Regions from separate parts of the Arabidopsis thaliana genome. Here region 2 is linked to region 1. Evidence: chromatin contacts called from public ChIA-PET data. All regions are on one chromosome and are shown on one strand. The core of a region is the stretch at or near the end of the contact, and the rest is flanking DNA. Distances in the headings are between cores, read along the strand shown. Region 1 holds the start of AT2G24860 (DnaJ/Hsp40 cysteine-rich domain superfamily protein). Region 2 holds the start of AT2G25010 (Aminotransferase-like, plant mobile domain family protein).

Evidence for each region. ChIA-PET counts read pairs in DNA pulled down with a chosen protein or histone mark.
Region 2: a contact with region 1 is called in an H3K4me3 ChIA-PET map of shoot, with 10 read pairs. The contact joins the promoter of AT2G25010 here to the promoter of AT2G24860 in region 1. A contact is called at or near these places in 8 of 26 Hi-C or Micro-C datasets (callus, leaf, root and 3 more), 1 of 2 datasets of contacts at active chromatin or transcription factors (shoot) and 1 of 3 other capture datasets (root).

What each region holds. Positions count from the first base shown.
Region 1 is chr2:10,586,834-10,589,939 of TAIR10.1, reverse strand. AT2G24860 (DnaJ/Hsp40 cysteine-rich domain superfamily protein) reads left to right here and starts at 1,524. Exons shown (of 3, transcript NM_128045.3): 1 at 1,524-1,906; 2 at 2,493-2,642; 3 at 2,745-3,106. The coding sequence starts at 1,700. The coding sequence ends at 2,822. AT2G24870 (Plant self-incompatibility protein S1 family) reads left to right here and starts at 325. Exons shown (of 2, transcript NM_001335964.1): 1 at 325-392; 2 at 1,140-1,371. The coding sequence starts at 366. The coding sequence ends at 1,280.
Region 2 is chr2:10,629,936-10,633,041 of TAIR10.1, reverse strand. AT2G25010 (Aminotransferase-like, plant mobile domain family protein) reads right to left here and starts at 1,511. Exons shown (of 5, transcript NM_128059.5): 1 at 1,268-1,511; 2 at 535-1,191; 3 at 296-445; 4 at 1-221. The coding sequence starts at 1,351. WRKY60 (WRKY DNA-binding protein 60) reads right to left here. Exons shown (of 5, transcript NM_128058.4): 2 at 3,017-3,079; 3 at 2,504-2,812; 4 at 2,304-2,420; 5 at 1,629-2,216. The coding sequence ends at 1,947.

The sequences.
Region 1 (3,106 bases), core at 275-2,774:
TTGGATCGTAAATAAGTGAAAACCCCTTGTTTTATTTGTCTTTTACTATTTTTTGGAGAAAAAAAACTAGATAAACATATTTTTTTTTTTATAATGGGAGCTAAATAGAGAATGTTTTAACCCGAGAGGCCCGAGTAGATTAAAATCCGAATTCAACCTTTTCGGCCAAGAAGAAGAAGAAGGAAATGGCGATTTGCATGTGTTGCGATTCACATCTTGTAAAAAAATCGATTATGAATCCATGGAATTTGCGGAGTAGAACGAAACTAGGGTTTGTACTGGTCGTTTGCCGTTTTCCGACTACTACTACTTTCAAGGCTTCGGCGGTGGATTCACCTGAGAGTTCTTTAAATTTCACCAAGCATATGGATCAAGCTTGGATAATCTCACAGGTTCGTATCTTTCGAGAGTTGTTGAGTTTGTTGAATTTGAGTAATCACAAGAACGTTATTACAAGAACAAAATGTATAAACCTAATTTAGTTTGTCTTTCTCTACTTAGTTGTTTATTGTACTTTACAAATTGTCTATTACTTTTAAAAACAAATACTTTATTTACTAATAGGTTACATAGATAGTATGATATGATTTATAGAATAACCAGTTTATTATTGAGGATTTTTTTATGCACAATTGAATTTCTTAGTTATCATTTGATCTTTCACATAAGGTTTAATATTATCTACAACTGGTTACTTGATTTTATCATTTTTTTCATAATTCAATATTAATAGATTTATGTATATCTAATATGATTATTATAAGATATTATGCCATTTTACATACTATGCCAACAATAGTAATACAAATGTGTGCATATATAAAATCTGAAACACAAAAGCCAATAACAAAGCAAAAATCTAAATATCTACCCAAAAAAAATGAAAAACTGTTTAGTCTTTTTTATTCGTTTTTAGTTTTTGCATGCTTGACCATGTATTCGGCTCTGGAATCAGGATCACCAACGAACTCAAATTCAATAAACTTCTCAGGATTGGATGTTATTCCAAAGATGACAAATTTGGTCCAAAAACAATACCAATCGGCAAACATGTTGAAATCAATTTTATGATTAATTTTTGGCGTACGACGCGTTTTATGTGTCATTTGGAACAAGGACCTAACTATAAACATTATCAGAAATTTACAGCATTCAAGCTTTCTGGTTTTATGGATGAAGGAGGTATATGGGACTGGAGAGCAAGAGAAGATGGAATCTATTTAGACAAAGAAGGCGGCAAACATATTGGAAAATCGATTAATATGCATAAAAGTGTATGATTGGTTAAATTAAAAATATTTAACAATCTATGTAAGAACAAAAAAAAATGTTATATTATCATCTTAAAACTAGTAAATTTATACATAGAAAAAAATTATTTTCTCAATCATATAAGCAAACCAAAAACAAACAAGCAATCTGGATTTTGTTTTGACTGTAGGAAGAATCCAAGGAATTGTAGAGGAGATAATGAGTTGGTTTAAATCATTGAATCAATCATTTTAGCAAACAAAAAGATCCAACTTTAATGGGCCCAGGGTCCAATAACCCAATTGGGTTATTCCTAGACTTTTCTCCTCCTCCTGTTGTCTTCCAATTTGGTATGCGAGAAAAATAAAATAAAATAAAAATAAGCCAAAGACAAATTTAAACCTCCGATTTCAACCTTCTCGGCGAAGAAGAAGAAGAAGAAGAGAAAATGACGATTTGCATGTGTTGCGATTCACATCTCGTAGCGAAATCGATTCTAAATCCATGGAATTCTCCTAGGATAACGAAGCTAGGTTTCGTACCAGTCGTTCGCCGTTTTCCAGCTACTACTACCGTCAAGGCTTCGGCGGTGGATTCACCTGAGAGTTCTTCAAATTTCGCCAAGCGTATGGATCAAGCTTGGATTATCTCACAGGTTCGTATCTCCAGAGAGTTGTTGATGTGTATAATTTTGTTGAATCTGAGTAATCACAAGAACTGATCCTTGATGTAGTCATGTACGAGTGAAGAGCTATATGCAATTTTGTATGAGATTAAGAACTTGGATCTGTGATGAAATGTTGTAAATTTCAGATTATGAGGTGAATAGTATCAGCAAGTTTCAAAAGGATTTGTATCGAAAATCTGTAATTGCAAAGTACCTTTTAGTTGGTTTCTAGCAAAAAATGTTTGTTCACAATTCATTTGATTTGTGCATATGATGAGAACATGTTAGCTACTTAATCAGGTTGTAGCTGTTCTCTATGATCCCTGAGTGATGAGGCTTAAGCAGGCTTATCTCGCAACGCAATGTAGTTTTGTAGCTTTGCATGTACAATTGTTGGATTCTCTGCTTTTTCTCTAATATTGCTCTTAGAGAATCTATCAAAAGTTCAGACTTTGAAGCCTTTCTTCTAGCACTTGCAATTTGATATTGAGCTCGTGTGAATTTTCTAGATGTTACTTGTTGACCTGTGTTTCGATTCAATGATTTTCTTTGTCTGTTTTTTTCTTCACTGCAGCAACCAAGTCCTGTTGGATGTTCATCGTGCAATTCAAAGGGTCATGTGGAATGCAAATGGTGTGCGGGTACAGGATTCTTCATCCTTGGTGATAACATGCTTTGCCAGGTTCCCTCAAGGAATACTTCATGTGTAATCTGCTCTGGACAGGTTTGTTATCTAATAAAAACGAAAGTGCAGACACATTATTGTGTCTTCTTGTTTATATATCTTCCCAAGTATGAACAAATTCGATTCTTTCAATGGTTTTAGGGTTCTGCTAGCTGTAGCGATTGCAAAGGAACGGGGTTTCGTGCCAAGTGGTTGGAAAAACCTCCAGTGCCAACATAACTGATGAACAAAAGCAAGTTAAGCTTTTTGGTCTTTGATGATTTCTTATGGAGGAAAAATGTTTATATATTGATTCAAGTGGAACATGAATCAGATATGCATATATCTTTATACATGTGTTAAGTATATATATGTAAGTTCATTTATTCATTTCCCCTTGTTCTGTCTGTACAACCAAAGGCCTACACAAGAGTTCTTGTAATCGACACGTGAGTTTTACGATTTCGATCATTGGAGTAGCTCAACGGAAGAACATTAGTAGCACAGGGTCACCTTCGTATTTC
Region 2 (3,106 bases), core at 262-2,761, 43 kb before region 1:
GACGTGTCCAAGTCATCAAGCCGACGGTTCTTTCTGTCGCGGCGTTTTACTTTCAGAGGTATCGGCTGGCGTTTCCCAAACTGCCTCAGACACCTATCTGGAAAATGTAACTCTATTTTCTCAAAGCATACAAGAGTCGTTTTCGATCTTCCTAGAATCAGCTTGGCTTTAATGTGTGGTGGAATCAAGTTCTCAAATCTTTCATATGGACACCAAGTGATCTGCATTTTCACAACCATCAATTATTAACATTTAGAGCAATACAAAATTCATAAGGATGAACTGAAGGGTTTACCTTGCTAGGATCAAGATCGTCCAGTTCTCTGCGGTACTCAGATAGGTCGGTTTTGGATCTGCTTCCTTTACCTTTCCACAAAAGAGCAAGCGGGAAACACGCTTCGGATTTCTCGGGTCTACCGATATCCAGATGAAAATAACTCCAACACTATATACATGAGACAATCATATGTTACATTTCCTAAAGATATTGAAATCTCAACTGGACAGAAAACCAAAACTAACATAGAAGCCAACCTGTAGCAAAGTCAAACAACCGCAAATGTTGCTCTGAGATTTAAGCGACGCATTACCGAGCGCTCGGTAAAGACAAGCCAACGCAGCAGCTCCCCAAGCATATCTCCCAGCTTGATCAAAATCCTCAAACAAAGGCAAATACTTAACAGAGACTTTATCACCATCAGTAGTAGCAAAAATGGTACTACCAATAAGATACAAAAGATAAGCTCGAGTATGACATTTAACAACATCGAAAGAAGCATCTTCAGGACACTCAGAGAAAGTTCTTTTAAGCCAATTAAGCTTAACCCTAGAACAATTAACTTCTTTATTAGCAGCAGATGGTAACTTCCCTAAAAGTCTACCACACATATCCATAGCAACCTCATCACCAACTTTAGAACCAACAATGGGATCTCCATCAATCTCAAGTCCAAGTACTAAAGCAACTTCGTCTAAGGTTATAGTCATTTCTCCTAAAGGAAGATGAAAAGTATTGGTTTCTCTTCTCCATCGCTCAACAAGTGCAGAGATCAGTGAATTGTTTAAACTCATTGGACCGATTTTGCGAAAGTAACCGAAACCAGCTTTGTCCACGAGGTTAATTTGTTCATCAGTGAGTTTCCATTGATGTAGCAATGAAGTGTGTTCTTGACAACGAAGTAGACCTCGTTCCTAAGGTAAGTAAGGGGAAATAAGATTAACCCTAAATTCAAAATCTGAAATTTAGCAAGGGAATTAAGAAAAAAACCTGTCCTTCCCAAACAGCAGAAGAAACATGGAGGTCTTGCTCGTATAGGACAGATGGATCAACTGGTCCGACATCAATATCCATGTCGATAACTTACTCAAAATCAGCGAAAACTAAGATTACATAAACAAATTTTTGTCAAATTCTCAAAACACGAAACTTTTGATTCTTCAATTTGGGACTAAACACAGATGAAGAAGAAGAAGAAGTTGGGATTGGAAGCTAACCGTAACCTAATTTGGACTCGGTTCATAATTTTTCTTCTTGGCTTTTTATAGCTGTACCGGTTATTTTGGTTTGGTTCTCTTAAACCGACTCTGTTTTTCGTGGTTTTACTCTGTTTCCGGGTTTCTCTGTTTCTTTTATGTCTGTAATGGCATCACATTCTTCTCTAATGGAAGTTAATACAAACAACTGAACAAGATAACATTGGAAGATACATAAACTGTCGAAGCAGCGTCAATCTACCATACTTACACCGAGCTATAACAAAACTCTTTCAACATAAGATAAAATGGGGGTGACCCTTTTTGGATACTTAGATTTGATGTAATTATATACACACACATTAAAATTGACATCTATGCCTCCTAATCAAGATCAAACAAATCTTTACCTTTTTACTAGGAATGAGCAACAAAATAGAACAAAACAGAAATATACATGTTCTAGAGAACTTTCATGTTCTTGAATGCTCTATCAATCTCCCGGAAATAGCAGTCGCAAGAGCTGCAGTGAACTTAGGATCTTTGGTCAACGAAGAAGCCATTTGTTGCACCAAAACCTCTTGAATCGTCCCTCTCTCTTTCTTTTCCTCAACTGGTTCAAGCCCACCTTGAACTAGATCAAGTTTCACTGTCCTGGACACACTTGCATGTGGTCCGGTGTGGTTATGTGTCCCTTCGTAAGTGGCTACCAAGAAAGATGGATCTTCTGCACTTCGTTGCACCTAAACAAGCGCACACACAACTAGGGAATTTAATCAGACAGCAAGATGATATCGAAGAACTCTTTAACAAAGTTTAAACCAAAGTACCTTCTTCTTGACTAGACAAGACGGTGAAAACGAGCATCTGAAGTAAGCTCTAGGAGATGGATTATCTCTCGTAATCTTTTGCCCGTATTTCCTCCATTGATATCCATCTTTCACAGTCTACAAGTAACGTATATCCACAAAACATTCGTTAACAAATCAATACACTCAAAGAACGATACTTGTAGTAGAAATCTCCTTACCAAGCTTGTGTCAGACTTCTCAGCAGCAAAGTAAGCGGTTGAAACCGTCGCTTTATCGTTGGTGATGTTCTCGATTGGTCCGAGACTGAGTCCAATTGGGGAGCTAACAAACTCATCAAGTTCTTGTTTTCGTTTCCCCGTTAGCTGTTTGTTCTGAAAGTTAACACTTTCAGGACTCTTTCGACTCTGCAACTCCTCCATAAGATTATTAAGAGCATAGTACTTCTCACAGACTCTTGCTAACATTTCGGTTAGCTTCTTGTTCTCCGAATTAACCCGGTTTATTTCATCTTGTAGCATATTTCTCTTCTGTGTAAAATGAAAATCACCATTACCAAACTAAGCTGTAAGACAAAGCTTTGATTTGTTCAACTTTTGAGCATCACCGATCTAAACAAACTATTCAATGTCTAAATCAGATATGAGAACTTGATCAACCTAATCCATTCACTCATAGTCAAAAATTTTGAGGTCAAAGTATTGCACACCAAAGTGTTCGATGAAAGAACTAACCTCATCTTTCACTAACCATTTCTTCTCTACAACTTTAGAAGCTGAAGCCGAGACTTCTCTTTTCTAAATCAGGCAATAAAATATATATGA